2 separate regions of the Macaca mulatta genome follow, and region 1 is linked to region 2. A link is a contact called in public Hi-C data. All regions are on one chromosome and are shown on one strand. The core of a region is the stretch at or near the end of the contact, and the rest is flanking DNA. Distances in the headings are between cores, read along the strand shown. Region 1 has its middle 20 kb from the start of KEAP1. Region 2 holds the start of PDE4A (phosphodiesterase 4A).

Evidence for each region. A called contact is a pair of places that touch in the nucleus more often than the background predicts.
Region 1: a Hi-C map of CD4 T cells shows a contact between it and region 2, with 5 times the contacts expected there. The contact joins the enhancer-like site here to the promoter of PDE4A in region 2. A contact is called at or near these places in 7 of 14 Hi-C or Micro-C datasets (CD4 T cells, blood, cortical neurons and 3 more).

Annotation. Positions count from the first base shown.
Region 1 is chr19:11,205,322-11,208,503 of T2T-MMU8v2.0, reverse strand. No RefSeq gene overlaps it. Among named protein-coding and RNA genes, the nearest start is that of KEAP1, 20 kb to the left of the region's middle. Within about 2 kb of position 1,568, at least 25 of the 40 cell types and tissues checked have an H3K27ac peak or open chromatin away from gene starts, as enhancers often do. A contact at or near this core is called in CD4 T cells, blood, fetal cortex germinal zone and 1 more, where this site is marked.
Region 2 is chr19:11,132,428-11,135,736 of T2T-MMU8v2.0, reverse strand. It overlaps PDE4A (phosphodiesterase 4A), which reads right to left and starts at 1,963. Exons shown (of 17, transcript XM_028839945.2): 1 at 1,702-1,963. It overlaps CDC37 (cell division cycle 37, HSP90 cochaperone), which reads left to right and starts at 3,159. Exons shown (of 8, transcript XM_077977429.1): 1 at 3,159-3,309. The coding sequence starts at 3,223. LOC144336672 (a long non-coding RNA gene) reads left to right here. Exons shown (of 2, transcript XR_013408930.1): 2 at 803-1,819.

The sequences.
Region 1 (3,182 bases), core at 319-2,818, 73 kb before region 2:
TTTTTTGTATTTTTAGTAGAGACGGGGTTTCACTGTGGTCTCGATCTCCTGACCTTGTGATCCGCCCGCCTCGGCCTCCCAAAGTGCTGGGATTACAGGCTTGAGCCACCGCGCCCGGCCCCACACCTGACAATTTTTTAAAAATGTAAATCTGTGTGGAAGTGTCTAAAAAAATTAATATTACGGGAGGCTGAGGCAGGAGAATGGCGTGAACCCGGGAGGCGGAGCTTACAGTGAGCCGAGATCAGGCCACTGCACTCTAGCCTGGGCCACAGAGCCAGACTCCCTCTCAAAACATACATACATACATACATACATACATACATACATACATACATAAAATTAATATTGGCTCAGTGAATGAAATAGTCAGAGATTTGTTTTGTCTGCCTTAACTGAGTATATATAGAAGTTGTTTAAAAATTTTGTAGTTAACAGGCAAATTCTTTTTCTTTTCTTTTTTTTTTTGAGATGGAGTCTCACTCTATTGCCCAGGCTGGAATACAGTGGTGTGATCTCAGCTCTCTGAAACCTCCACCTCCGGGATTCAAGCGATTCTCCTACCTCGGCCTCTGGAGTAGCTGGGATTACAGGCGCATACCGCCACTCCCGGCTCATTTTTGTATTTTTTAGTAGAGGCGGGTTTTTCACCATGTTGGCCAGGCTGGTCTCGAACTTCTGATCTCATATGATAACCCACCTCGGCCTCCCAAAGTTCTGGGATTACGGGCATGAGCCACCGCGCCCGGCCCTAAATGACTTCTCATGTGACATAGTGGGTTCCTTTAACAGCTAGTTTCGGTTTCTCCCCATCTTCGCGGGGTGAGCTGAGTCTTTTGCCTTCCCCTCTGCTCAGCTGGGGGCAAGGGACACAGGGGGTCTTTGGGACTTCTATCTATGGGGGTCACCGAAGCCTTGCAGGGGTCGACCTTAAACTGGAAAGGAGGAAGGGACTGATCTCAGAAAAAGAGGGGATGACAGATCCCTTCTGAGTGTGCGGAGGACAATGATAGGAAACACTCTGGAAATGGGGGAACAGCACCAGGCCCCTTCTCGGGAAGAAGAAACAACGCTGGGAAGCCTTGAGGAAGGGGGACGCTCTGGGGTCCCCTCAGGAGGGGATAATGGCATGGGGGTCCCCGCCAGGAAGAGCGGATGAAGTCTGGGTTTCCCGCAGGAAGAAAGGACAATGCGGTGCTGGCCATCAGGACAGGGGAGTGACAGCAGGTTCCCTCAAGAAGGGCGGATGACGCCAGGATCCCCCTCAGGAAGTAAGGACGACTCTAGGGTCACTCAGAAAAAAGGGATGACTCCAAGTGTCCCCTTTTGGAACGGGCGACTGATGTCAGGATATTCTCGGGAAAAGGAGGACGATGCCGGGGTCTGCCGAAGAGAGTAGGAACGACGCTGGGGCCACTTTCAGCGGGAGTGGCAGGATCCCCTCAACCACTTTGGGGTCCGTGGCGCCCGCTGTCGGTCGAGAGCCTTTGGCTCCGCACGCCTCGCTTCGCTCAGCCCTCGGCTTCCATGGGCGAGGCGGCCGCGCCTCTCATTGGCTGCCTTTTCAAGTGATGACAGTTACATCAGCCAATCGTAGTCGGGAAAAAAAAACTCCCGCTCGTTCTCGCCACGCCTCCCACCTGTTCTGCGCGTGCGCCGGGTCCCTATCTAGCACTCCCGTCCCCGACCCCCCCTCCCCGAGCCCTACTCTAGGCGGCGCTCACGGTCTTCGACTCCCAGCCCTGCCTCCTTCCCTGCCTATGCCTGTGACCCTTTTTATAATAATAGTACCTACTTAATAGGGCTGTTGTGAGCATTTACCCCGATGATTTACGTAAAACAAACAGGGCTTGTCACATAACAACCTCTCGGTAAACCTGAGCTATTGTTATTTGGATTTTTTTTTTTTTTTTTTGAGACGGAGTCTCACTCTCGCCCAAACTGGAGTGCAGTGGCACGATCTCGGCTCACTGCAACCTCCGCCTCCCGGGTTCAGGCAATTCTCCTGCCTCAGCCTCCTGAGTAGCTGGGATTACAGGCGCCCGCCACCACGCCCAGCTAATTTGTTGTTTGGATTTTACAGTGGGGGAAACTGAGGAAAGGGAAGGGGAAGGGGAAAGGAAGGGAGAAAGAAAAGAAAGAGAGGGGGAGAGAGAGAGAGGAGGGGGGGTGGGGGGGGAGAGAGAGAGAGAGAGAGAGAAAGAGAAAGAGAGAAAGAGAAAGACATGTCTCACTATGTCACCCAGGCTGGTTTTGAATTCCTGGGTTCCGATGATCCTCCCACCTCAGCCTCCAAAAGTGCTGAGATTCCAGGCAAGAGCCACTGCGCCCAGCTGGCTATGTTTTTGATAAATATTGTCAGACCATTCCTGGAAAGCTGTATGTTCTAGCTTCCATGAACAGAAATGAGCTGTGAAAATGCTTTGCAAAAGAAAATAAAAAAATAAATGTCTTATTTTGATTTGCATTGACTTTTTTTTTTTTTTTTTGAGATGGAGTTTCGCTCTTGTTGCCCAGGCTGGAGTGCAGTGGCGTGATCTCAGCTTACTGCAACCTCCACCTCCCAGGTTCAAGGGACTCTCCTGCCTCAGCCTCCGGAGTAGCTGGGATTACAGATGTGCGCCACCACACCCGGCTAATTTTTGTATTTTTAGTAGAGACTGGGCTTCATCTTGTTGGTCAGGCTGGTCTCGAACTCCTGACCTCAGATGATCCACCTGCTTCAGCCTCCCAAAGTGCTGGGATTACAGGCGTGAGCCACCACACCTGGCCCGCACTGACATGTTTTTGTTATTAAAGAGGGAGAAATACTACCTACATCTCAAGATTTCGTACACCTGAAATAACATAAAAGTATGGGGACAGCTATCACTGTTGAACAGGCACTGGGTGAAGCGAGGTCCTCGTCTTATTTCCTTGAATTTTCTCCATATTGTGCTATCTCATCCCAGCCCTCAGTTTCTTCAACTGCAAAATGGAACCAATGATAGCTCATTCTCAAGAACAGCTGGAGAGTCAAGAGATAATCCTCTTGAAAAGTTTAGCACAGGACAGAGCCCTCTAAAGGCTGGGAGAGGCGAAGCCATTTGCCCAAGACCAGTACCAGGAAGCCTGCAAGCCTTGATGTCAATTTCAGAGACTGAACTGACTTCACCCCTTCCCCAGGTCCCCCTGGCCTCCTT
Region 2 (3,309 bases), core at 714-3,213:
TGGATTGGTTTATGCTAAGCCTTCTTCCTAATCTACAGTTCTAGAATCTAGTCTTAATCTAATCCCCTCTTTAAGTCATTTAAGTTTTTTTTTTTTTTTGAGACAGTTTCGCTCTCGTCACCCAGGCTGGAGTTCAATGGCACTATCTCAGCTCACTGCAACCCCCGCCTCCTGGATTCAAGCCATTCTCCTGCCTCAGCATCCTAAGTAGCTGGGACTATAGGCGCGTGCCACCATGCCCAGCTAAGGATTTATTTTTTGTTTTTATTTTATTTTTTTAGAGACGGGTGTTGCTGGGATCCTCCAGCCAGCCTCCCAAGTAGCTGGGACTATAGGCTCACACCAGGGTGCCAGGCTCATTCAACATTTATTGAGCACCTACTGTGTGCCAGCCACTGTTCTAGACCTAATCCTGCCCTCATGGAGCGCAGACCCAAGGAGGAAGGCAGGCAGGATCCAGAAGTCTTATTTAATCTGTTTTTTTTGTTTTTTTTTTTTTTTTTTGAGATGGAGTCTCACTCTGTCGCCAAGCTGGAGTGCAGTGGTGTGATCTTTGCTCACTGCAACCTCTGCCTCCCGGGTTTAAGCGATTCTCCTGCCTCAGCCTCCGGGGTAGCTGGGATTACAGGCACCTGCCACCATGCCCAGCTAATTTTTGTATTTTTAGTGGAGATGGGGTTTCACCATATTGGCCAGGCTGGTCTCGAACTCCTGACTTCAAGTGATCCGCCCGCCTCGGCCTCCCAAAGTGCTGGGATTATAAGCGTGAGCCACTGCGCCCAGCTCCCTCATTAATCTTGAGTGCATTTACCCCTAGGCTCTCTCTGTCCAAGGACGGAATTTTAGTCTTCACAGTAGGAAATCACCCGTGGGGATCTGTATGTTTATACAGGGATCCTGCTCCCTCACTAGCCGGGAGCAGGGCCCCCTGCTGGGTTGGTTGGTTGCTGCTGCCCCAAAGCCTGGTCACAGTGCCCAGCACATAGTAAGTAGACACTTGGTAAAGAGATGTAAAATGAGCTAATAAACAAAACGATGGCGCAAAAGCAGGCTCTGCGAGCACGATTTCGCGGAATCCTAGGTGTGTGTCGTTACCCACTTTGCAGAGGAGGAAATTGAGACTCAGGAAGGCAAAGCCCCATCGCAGCTCAGTGCTATGTGGTTATGGGATGTAGCAGAAGAAGCAAGGGTAGCCCCAAAAAACGTTCCCAATTCCCGCAACCCCCCCCCATCCACATCACAGGCAGGAGACACATAGCAGGGTTTGCACCGATGGGGGGTGGGGTAGGGACCGGGGACAGAGCGACAGTGCAAAGCAACTTAGGGGTCTCTCTCCTCAGTCCCCAGGGCTGGAGGTGCTGTGCTGGCAGATTAGGAAATGCTCGGCGTTGATGGGGAAGCTTCCGGCGCCCTATCCCCGGTTCTGGAAGCTGAGGCTCCGGGAACGCTGTTTTGCTGAAGCTGGGCAGCTCCAGTCTCCAGAGCCAGGAAGAGACCCCCGCGCCGATCCGGGAATCCCTGACATCTCGGATTCTCTCCCAACACCCCCATGCTGCTGACCGGGCCGAAGCCCTGAAGGGCATACGGTGGGGGTGGGGGTATGGCTTTCTTGGGGAGCCGGGGAACTCCCTACAGTCCTGGCCCCCTCCCACCATGGCACCGGGTCCCCCTCCCCACCGCAGCTCGCAGCCCCAAGCTTACCTTGCGGGGGGGCTGGGGAGGGGATGCCCCGCCCTCTCTGGCCTGGGGGGCGGGAGGGGACGGGGGTGTCCAGACCCTTTGTTTGCTGGTGTGTGTGTATGTGTGTGTGCGATTGTGAGAGCCGCCGGGGTGTGGGTCCGTGCGCGCGCGTGCCCGGGCCGTGACAGCCACTGATGTGCTGGACTGCCAGGGTAGAGGTGAAGAGGGAGGGGGAGGAGATGGGGACTCCTCCGCCCCTGGCCGCCCACTCGCGGGTTTGAATGAAGCGCGAGGGGGAGGGGCGGCAGCGGGAGGGCGTTTTTGTCCGATGGCCCCTCCCCCTCCATGCACTGGGGAATTCCCCCCATCTGGAGACTTTCGCTCGCTCTCTCCGGGCACCGCCTGCGACGTCGGCTCCAGGGGAGACTGGGAAGAGGCGCCCCTCACCCGAGTGGCTGGAGCTCCTCCTATCCAGCCTGACCCCCGATGGAGCACCCTTTAATCTAAAATAATCCTGGCCCGAGACTGCAACGCGGCCTATTATCCTGGTATAAAAGCGCGGATTGGGATGCGTGGAAGTGTGAGGCCAGGGCCCTGCATGCTTAGAGTAATGGAGTCCTTAGAGCCCCGGCGGAGGAAGGGTACCCCCAGACAAACGGGGAGGGACTATGCGTGACCCCAGACTGTGACGAAAAGGAAAGCCCCCTTCCACCCCTCCAAGATTCCCCCACCAAGCGCGGGACCAGGAATACGCGCCGTAGGCTAGACTCTAGCGACACCCAGCGGTCACGCGGGGTGGGGCGCCGAGACCCGTTATGGGGGGTCCGGGTGATTCCAAAGTGTGTGTGTGTGTGTGTGTGTGTGTGTGTATGTGCGCGCGCGCGAGTCCTTGCTGCTAATGGCCGGAGCTGGAGGACGAGGAGAAGGCTCCCAAGGCAGAGCCACAATCTCCCCTCTATGTTTAACCCCTCAAGGGGAGGGCCATACCACCCTCGATTTAGACACCCCCAGGGCAGGTCCAGTCCTCCTCGGGCTGAGAAAGTCCCAGGAGTCGTCAGGCGCCCCTCTCCAGAGCAGGCTTAGGTCCCCGTTTACGAAGGGCAGGGGGAGGGCCTTCCCGCCGTGTCCGTACCCCTTGCAGACGTCACTGCGGCGTAGCTGAGGGGACAGTCCTCTTAGTCTCATCAACCGTCCTCTCCCTGCCACCCCAAACGCCCACCGTGGAGAGGCGGGAGATGAGGGGGGCTAGGAGTTGAAGTGCCCACTCGTATGCCCCCAGGAGACCTAGCGGAGCCCCTGCGCCCGATAAGGTGGAGTCTCTGCGGGAACTCCAGGGGACTGGAACGCTTGCGCAAGGCCCTTTAAGGCAGAATGGGTAGCCAGTGCCGCTGCCGCGGTTACTAGGGATGTGACGTCAGGCATGGGCGGGGTTTCCCCCGCACTCGGGCGGAAGCGGAAGGGGCGGGGCTCCGCGCACCAAGTCTCCAGCGCCGCCGCCGTCGCCGCCAACCGAGCCGTAGCGGGCTGGGCCGCCAAGGCAAGATGGTGGACTACAGCGTGTGGGACCACATTGAGGTGTCTGATGATGAAGACGAGACGCACCCCAACATCGACACGGCCAGCCTCTTC